Linked DNA regions of Macaca mulatta: region 1 is linked to region 2. A link is a contact called in public Hi-C data. All regions are on one chromosome and are shown on one strand. The core of a region is the stretch at or near the end of the contact, and the rest is flanking DNA. Distances in the headings are between cores, read along the strand shown. Region 1 holds the start of IFI27L2 (interferon alpha inducible protein 27 like 2). Region 2 holds the start of DDX24 (DEAD-box helicase 24).

Evidence for each region. Hi-C and Micro-C count contacts between places; a contact is called where the count stands out from the background.
Region 1: a Hi-C map of fetal cortex germinal zone shows a contact between it and region 2, with 1.7 times the contacts expected there. The contact joins the promoter of IFI27L2 here to the promoter of DDX24 in region 2. A contact is called at or near these places in 6 of 14 Hi-C or Micro-C datasets (CD4 T cells, blood, cortical neurons and 3 more).

The regions. Positions count from the first base shown.
Region 1 is chr7:167,408,111-167,412,206 of T2T-MMU8v2.0, forward strand. It overlaps IFI27L2 (interferon alpha inducible protein 27 like 2), which reads right to left and starts at 1,456. Exons shown (of 3, transcript XM_077941663.1): 1 at 1,408-1,456; 2 at 344-505. The coding sequence starts at 1,414.
Region 2 is chr7:167,343,393-167,348,123 of T2T-MMU8v2.0, forward strand. DDX24 (DEAD-box helicase 24) reads right to left here and starts at 2,691. Exons shown (of 9, transcript XM_015144415.3): 1 at 2,600-2,691; 2 at 553-1,269. The coding sequence starts at 1,264. LOC144330386 (a long non-coding RNA gene) reads left to right here and starts at 2,799. Exons shown (of 4, transcript XR_013396509.1): 1 at 2,799-2,915.

The DNA.
Region 1 (4,096 bases), core at 206-2,705, 63 kb after region 2:
CAGACAGACCCTAAGAGATACAGCGCCCCTTACTTTACACGGGAGGCCACTGAGGCCCAGAGAGGGCAGGGGACCTTGCCCAGGTCACCCAGGTGTCAGAGCCCAGGCATGGCTCTTGGCCTGGGTTCCTTTCCTCTTCTCCCTATCCAGCACCCCATCACCCTATCCACTCCCACCCCAAACCTCCCTCAGAAGGAGCCAGAAGAAGGGACAGTGAGGGAGAGACTGAAGACCCAGGAAGCTGAGGGTCATGGAACTGCAGGGCAAGGAGAGGGCCTCCCTCAGGCTCAGCCTCAGAACTGGATCTTCTCCCAGCTCTGGGGGTCCTGTCCAGGACACTTACCCACAGACTGCAGAATAGCCACCAGGCTCCCCGCAGAAACCCCACCGCCGTTGGCGATGGCTGCTGCGGACATCATCTTGGCTGCTATGGAGGATGCGGCGATTCCTGCCCCAGTGAAGCCCATGGCACTGAGCACCACGGGCACAGACCCCACTGCCAGGGCTGTGGGGAGAGAGAAGCTGAGTGCAGGGGTGGGCTCAGGAGAAGGGACCCTCCCCGCCCCCCCTGCTTAGGAATTCCTTGACAGTTTCGGACGACTGTCAGCTTGAGCAATAGAGACATGGCAGCTTAGGGGGCTCGTGGTGAAGAAAAGGTGGAGTGTGGAGCCAGGTGAGGCAAAGATGTCATAGAAGGACCAGGCATAGCCCTGGTTTGCCTCTAACTTGCTGTGTGATGCTGGAGAAGTCAATATCCTTTATTGGGTCTCAAGTTTGTGTGCGTGTGTGTGTGTGTGTGTGTGTGTGTCCACGCATAAATGTGAAATAAGCCATGTGGAGTTTACCTGCACACCCTCTTTCAAACGAAATCTTCCTCCTATGCTTATTCTACGTAAGGACTAGAGGACAAGCTGGGGCTGGAATGGGAGTGAGCTTTTCCCTGGAGTATTTTGATGCTGCTCCCGGCCCCTATGGCTCACTCAGGCAACTCAGGCAGCTTCGGAAGTGGAGGGTGAGTGGGGAGAGCCAGCTCTGCGCCTCATCTCTGCGGTCTCCCAGCACCCCCAGGACCAGGCTAGGTGAGGGCCTAGAGACAGGAGAGCTGGGCAACTTACCTCCTCCCACTACAGCAGCAGCTGCCTGTTCTAGAGAGAGAGAGCCAGGGGAAGAGGGGAAGGCAGAGGGAGAGGGTAAAGGGGAGAAAGGGGAGAGAGAGAGGCACAAAGGGAGGGGGAGGGAAAGGAGGTAGAAAAGGAGGGGGAGGGAGGAAGGGAGGGAGAGGGAGTCAGTAGGTCAGCTGGTTGATGAAGTCAGGGAAGGAAGCTATTCAATGTCCCTTCCTGGGCTGGGGAAGGGGAGGCCTGCCCCAAGCCCACCCTGCCCGCCCCCTGGGGAAGCAAGACTCACTCATCATGCTGAGGCCGTCTCCAGGTCACAGCTCGGCCCAGGAAATGAGAGCGTTGTTGGTGTGTTACTTCCCCCTCCACCCAATAGGGACACGCCCACTCTGGCAGCCCCAGAGAGACGCAGACTCCGCCCCGCCGCCCCACCCCGCTCGCCCGGGCGCCGTCCGGACTCCCGGCTCGCCAGCCCCGGCTTGACGACGGATCTACCGAAGAGAAAAGAGCTGGAAACAACCTGGAAGACATAGCAAGTGAGCCATGCTTCCCAATTGCTGTAGCACCGGCCCCCACTCCAACCCCGCCAATAACAGAAGAGCTGTTAGCTGCAAAAGCCAAAACCAAAACCGAAAGCAACACAACAATAACAAACAAAATGCACGGAGAAAAACGATGTTTAATTTAATTTAATAAACGATGTTTAACTTCCAGAGAGACACTAATATAAATACATTCTGGCAGTTTTCCTTCCAGCCTATGTCTCCGCTGAATGTGTAAACACCCCCTCCATCACCGGCCAAGTTCCCATCACACTCTGCCTTGCAAATTACTCACTTCAGTTAATCAACCATTTAGATTTCCCCAGGCTGTTTAATATTCTTCAACAAGATTTTTAAAAAGTCAACTTTATTAAGGTGTATGTAATTTACACAAAGTAAAATTCACCCTTTTAGTGTACACTTCCATGAGTCTGGGCGGCTTTGACAGCTCTGATTCAGACCTTTTTTTTTACATGCCCCGCCCCCTCCTCCATTAAATTCTCTCAAGCGCTTTCGGAGTCACCCCCACCCTGCTCCTGGCAACCATCCCCGCCCATTTGCCTTTTCCAGAACTTCAATATGATATTTAATGGTCATTAAATATTCCATCCCCGTGGGTTCAACGTATCAGCCCCCTCCCCCACCCTTTTAAGGGTTTAAAGTCTAATTTTCGCTCTGATAAGTTATTTTAGCATGAAGCGCTAACATTAAGGGGCACAAGTATTTTCTGTATATTCCTGGAGGTGGAATTGCTGGGCCAGAAACTATGCATTTTTTATAGCACCTGATACCTACGTTGTAATGTTGGCATTCAAAAATGTTGTCATCAGTTTACATTTTCCCAGAAGTATGTGGGAGGATCTATTTTTTTTCTCCTCCTCACTGACAACTAGCTTTGTCGTTAAGAAACAATAACAAAAAAACCGTTTGTTGATTTAATAGGTGACTTATTTTAGTATACATTGCTCTTCACCACTAGTGAGACTAAACTATTTTTAAGTTTATTACCTTCATGTACTCCTTATTTTGTGAGTTATCTTGTCATATTCTTGGATCCTTGTTCTACTGAAGTATTTTTTTCCTTACTGATATATAGGAATTAATGATATATTAATTATCTTCATCCATTCTCATAGATGTTGCAAATTTTTATTTATGCTTCATTCCTGCCTTTTTGGTGTTTTTTTAAAACAGAAAAGTGTTTAATATTTATGCAAACTTACCAATATTTTACTTTATTATTTTTGTCTTTAGAAAAGGCCATTTCTACTAGCTATTCAATACACTGTCACTTGTATTTTCTTTAGATTCTTCTGGGGTTTGCTATTTAAGATTTACTTTAATCCATCTGGAATTTAGATTGGTACATATAGTGTTTTATGTATCCATATATGTCTTAGCCAGTTGTTCCACTACCATTATTAAATCATCTTAAATTTCATCTTCGATTTGATATTTCATCTTTATATTCAAAACTCATTAGCTGGTATATATACCAGTATATCTATTTGGATATTTTCTGTTCTGTTCCAAAAAGCTATCTCTTCTGGCAACAATATCTCACTGTTTCAATCTTATAAATTTATTATCTGATTTAAAATCTGACTGTGCACAGCAGTATCAGAATTGTTAATCCAGGGCTACACATTTTTTATGAAGATTAAAAAATACTTTGTAATGCTGTCTACTATCCTGAAATGAAATTCATAGATAACATCCTCTATTATAGTTACACACAAGGTATTGCCCAAAAAAAGAGAAATAAAAGAAAATTATTTGTAATAAAATAGTGTATATTTCAATATGTACATGCTCAAGCACTATTACACCAAAAGGTATAATGAAAGAATGAGTTGTTTGCACCCATATAAGTTGGGATTTAAGATGATACAATTTCAATGGTAAATTCTTAATTTTTTTTTTTTCTTGAGATGGAGTCTTGCTCTGTCGCCCAGGCTGGAGTGCAGTGGCGGGATCTCAGCTCACTGTAACCTCCGCCTCCTAGATTCAAGCAATTCTCCTGCCTCAGCCTCCCAAGTAGCTAGGATTACAGGAGCACGTCACCATTTTGTATTTTTAGTAGAGACGGAGTTTCATCATGTTGGCCAGGCTGGTTTCAAACTCCTGACCTCATCATCCGCCCGCTTCAGCCTCCCAAAGTGCTGGGATTACAGGCGTGAGCCACTGCACCCGGCCAATGCCTGTTTTCTTATATTTGATGTTTCAAAACAAGGATCTAAGAGACGTATCTATATATTTATATACATATATCTACATTTAAGCACTATGAATGAGGGAGCTGCAAATACAGGCTGCAGTACATTGCTACCGGTGACATGATTTTCTGAAATGGTGAATAACTCTTGGTAAAATTCAGAACAAATCAAAGTACGATTTCTCCCTGATTTACAAGATAACAAAATTCCTAAAAATTCA
Region 2 (4,731 bases), core at 1,441-3,940:
ATCTGTTTACAAAATCCACCCAATGACTATCCATCATACTCAAATCCTTCCAATGACAAGAAATTCATCAACTCCCAAAGCAGCAACCCTTTTCACCTTTGCACAACTCCTGAGAATTAGACAGTTCTTCCTTATACTTATGAAGATCGACCTCTCCAGAGGGCTGATCTTAGCCTTACCTTACCCCTATGAGTCATTCAGAAAAGGCTCAAGAACAGGAGAAACTACCATTTGCAGACCACTTCCAATGTACAGTGTAAGCTTTAGCTTACTGTAGCATTTAACTCTCACAGCAATGCAAGAGGTAGAAACTGTTATCTCCATTTGGTTGATAATGGGGTCTACAGAGCTGAGAGAGATAAAAGTGATGGCTAGGGTACCATTCAGGAAAAGCATATTTCAAACCAGAGGGGGCTGACTTCTAAACACCTTTATTCAGCGTTGCTTTTGTGGTTATGTTCTCAACATTCTTCTCTCTCCCAATTATCTGGCTTATTAGTAGCTATGGGCTCAATCCAGAAGCAATCCTGCCTTGGCCGGAGTTGCCCTTACCTGTCTCAGCAGCCCCAAGGATGTCCAGTCTGTCACGGATGGCAGGTGCCAAGGTCAGGGCTTGGATCGGTGTGGGTGCAGAGAAGCCTAGAAAGCTGAGTGCTCGGAGAACCGGCCTGGGAACAAACAGGTCCTTCCAAGCTGACACATCTGCCTTCTGATCATGAACTTCAGGAATCCATGTCTTCACTTTTTTGGGCACCTTAACAGCAGTGCTCTGAGAAGGCTCCAAACCTTTTTTCCCTTTATTTTTCTTCTTTTTTGGAGCAGTTTGGACCAGGTTTTCTGATGTCTTCTCTCCAGCCTCCGGATCATCACAAACCATGCCATCTCCCTGGGCCTCCAGCTCAGAATCTTTGACTTCAACCTCTTTCTGGGTACTAGTTCCTTCAGTTGCTACATTTTTACTTTTCTTCAACTTCATCTTTTTCTTTGGTGAGCTAGACTCTCCCTCCTCCTCTTCTTCTGAAACAGCTTGTGCCTTTCTCTTGGGTGCCTCCTTTGAGAAGAGACTCGAGGGATTCTTGGCAGGAGAGACCAACTGGTAATCTGTCAATTCCTCAAAGCATACCAAATCATCCATCTGTCCATCTGCAAACATATTTGGGTCAATCTTCACTTCCTTCCATTTTCCCACAACTTTGATTCCCTTTGTCTGAAATTTGCCATAGTTTGATGCCTTTGGCCTTGATTTTGTGTCCTTCAACTTCATGGTTGCTGAAAAGGAGATACATGTTCTATTAGGTTGGTGTCTGAGAAGCAGAGGGTTCTGATGCAACAAATATTTTCTAAGCAACTAGGCCCTACAAAGAACTGAGGATACAAAGACGGCTATCACACAGTTGCTCCTACCTAGAGAAGAACAAAGAAGGAAATACCACAGAACAGACAGCTTTGCCCGAAACACAGGGTACACATGTGATGGAACAAAGACGTATGAGCTAGACCTGGTTTGAATTCCAAATTCAACACTTACTGCGTGTGTGACCTTGGATAGTGCCACCCACTCCTCTCTGAACTTCAGTGCTCTCATCTATAAAAAGGGGGAAGAGTACCTAACAATATCTAAGTTGTATATTTTGTGTAAATAAAGGAAATTATGTAAAGCACGGAGGATGAAGCCTGCCACACATAAGCCGTTCTGAAGGCAGAGTAAGAATCTGAGGGGTTTTTCTTGTGGGGGCAGGAGGGGTGAGCTTTATTAAAAGCGTATTGCGCTTGCTTCCTTCTCAAGCCTTGCCTGAGAGAGCAAATGCCTGCTCTACCATCCCTTCCTTTGCCAAGCGTCTTAAAACCCATCCAGCTTTTTCATCATATTTTAAGTGGCTTAAAGGCCATTTAGGCCCAACTCGTTTGGGTGGAACTCGATCCAGGTTTTTCCTTTTCAGAAAGCCGAAGGAAGACAACACGTTCCGTGAAAAAGACCAAGGTAAATCTTGGTTCAAATCCGGATCCACCACTCGTCAGCTGTGGCTCTGCGGTGGACGTATCCATCTCTGAGTCTCTATTTCCCCGTCTGCATAATGGGAATAACAAGGACATTTGTCCCACAGAATCGTTATACGCCACTACGAAAAAGTGACGCACGTCAAAAACCGCTGAGCATGGCGCCCGGCGAGAAGAGCACGTTCGCACACGGTGCCCGCCAGACCCGCTGCGCCATGGCAAAAAAAACACGCGGGGTTCAGCGAGGAGAGGGCGGGGGGTGCCACGCGAGGAACCGGGCGAGGACACGGGGAGCGTCAGGCAGAGTAGAAGGGCCTCTGTTTCCTCGTGACGCCGGTCTCGCGCGGCGCTCTCGCTTTGTCTCAGGCACGAACGCGCGCACGAAACCGAGAAGCCGAGGCCGTCAGGCCCTGATGCCCAGACAAGGAGCCCAAGGCGCGGGGACCATGGCACGCAGCTCGGTTGGACGGCTTGGGCCGGCGGGCGCCCTCTCTGGACCCGGGAACCCACCGGCCCAGAGAGACCTGCGAATAGGAACCCGGGTTCCTGGCCTCAGCCCCTCTCCAGGGTCCGCTCCAGCCCCGCTCGTTTTGGTACTCACCGTGTGAAGACGCCACGGCAGCTCCGTTGGTCGCCGGTCAGGAGCCTCAGAAACCGCCGCTGTACCTCAGCTGCAGAAGCAACCGCAGTTCCGGGGCGGGACCTCCACACACGTACTCGTGCGCGCTGCGGAGGAAGTCCCACCCCTATGGCAAACTCAGCTATCTGATTGGCTGCCTCGCGGACCAAAGCTGTGCTGATGGGAGAGCTGGCTTGGGGCGCTGGCCCCTCCTCTTCCAGCTCTGCTCCTCCCCGCTTAGGGAAAGGCCACAGAAGGTGAGGTTCTGTGTGCTCCCTCCGACTAGAGACTTTGTCAGGTACCTCACAGTAACGTGTTTTCTTTTATTTTTGGTGTAGTTTTGTTACCAGAAAGGGGTCCCGATCCAGACCCCAACAGAGGGTTCTTGGATCTTGCGCAAGAAATAATTCAGGGCGAGTCCGCATAGCAAAGCAAAAGCAAGTTTATTAAGTAAAGTGGCGAAAGTCCGGCTACTTCGTAGACGGAGTGGGGCGTTCCCGAAAGAGGACGTACGCGTCCATCGTAGGGAGATGTATTCTGCTACAAGGGTGACCTGTGATGAGTGTTCCTTGTATTGTAATTGTTTGGGGCCGCCATGAACTGTGCCCATATAAGACGACAAACTTAATTGATAAATGTTGTGTGTGTTCAGACTAATCCACTGACAGGCCGTTCTCCCTTCTCTCTCCCTTTCCTTGGGACTCTATTCCCTGAGACACAACAGTATTGAAATAAGGTCAATTAATAACCCTACAATGGGCCTCTAACTGTTTAAGTGAAAGAAAGAGTCGCACATCTCTCACTTTAACTCAAAAGCTAGAAATGGTTAAGCTTAGTGAGGAAGGCATGTCAAAAGGCAAGATAGGCTGAAAGCTAGGCTGAAAGTTTCACCAAAAAAGTTAGCCAGTTTGTGAATGCAAAGGAAAGCTACTGAAGGAAATTAAACATTTTACGCTAACGAACACATGAATAAGAAAGTGGAACTGTTTATTGCCGATTTGGAGAAAATTTTAGTAGTTTGGATAGAAAATAAAACCGGCTACAACATCCCCTAAAACCAAAACCGAATCCAAAGCAAGGCCCTGATTCTCTTCTGTTCTGTGATGCCTGAGAGAGGTGAGGAAGCTATAGAAGGTTGAAGCTAGAAGAGATTATTTCATGAGGTTTAAGGAAAGACGCTGTCTCCAGAAACATAAAAGTGTAAGATGAGGCAGCAAGTGCTGATGGAGAAGCTGCAGCAAGTTATCCCCAAGATCTAGGTAAGATCACTGATGAAGGTGGCCACTGAACAGCAGGTATTCAGTGTAGACAGAACAGCCTTCTATTGGAAGAAGATGCCATCAAGGACTTTCATAGCTAGAGAGGTCAATGTCTGGCTTCAAAGGCCAAGCTCACTCTTTTGTTAGAGGCTAATGCAGCTAGTGACTTTAAATTGAAGCCAGTGCGTGTTTACCATTCTAAAAATCTTAGGTCTTTTAAGAATTACACTAAGTATAATCTGCCTGTGCTCTGTAAGTGCAACAACAAAGCCTGGATGACAGCACATTTGTTCATAGCATGGTTCACTGAATATTTTAAGCCTACTGTTGAGGACTACTGCTCAGAAAAAAGATTTCTCTCAAAGTATTATTGCTCATTGAAAATGTGCCTAATCACCCAAGAGCTCTAATTGAGATGTATATGGAGATTAATGTTGTTTTCATGTCTGCGAACCAAGATCCATTCTTCAGTCCATGGATCAAGAAGTAATTTTGCCTTTCAAGTTTTATTATTTAAGATACATTTTGTAAGGCTATGGCTGCCATAGATAGTTATTCCTCTGATGGATCTGGGCAAAGTAAATTGAAAACCTTCTGGAAAGGATTAACTATTCTAGATATCATTAAGAACATTTGTGATTCATGGAAAGAGGTCAAAATATCAAAATTAACAGGAGTTTGGAAGAAGTTGATTCCAGTTCTCATTGATGACTTTGAGAGGTTCAAGACTTCAGTGAAGGAGGTAACTGCAGATGTGGTTGGAAATAGCAAGAAAACTAAAATTACAAGTGGAGCCTGAAGATATGACTGAATTGTGGCAATCTCATGAGAAACTTGAATGATGAGCAGTTCCTT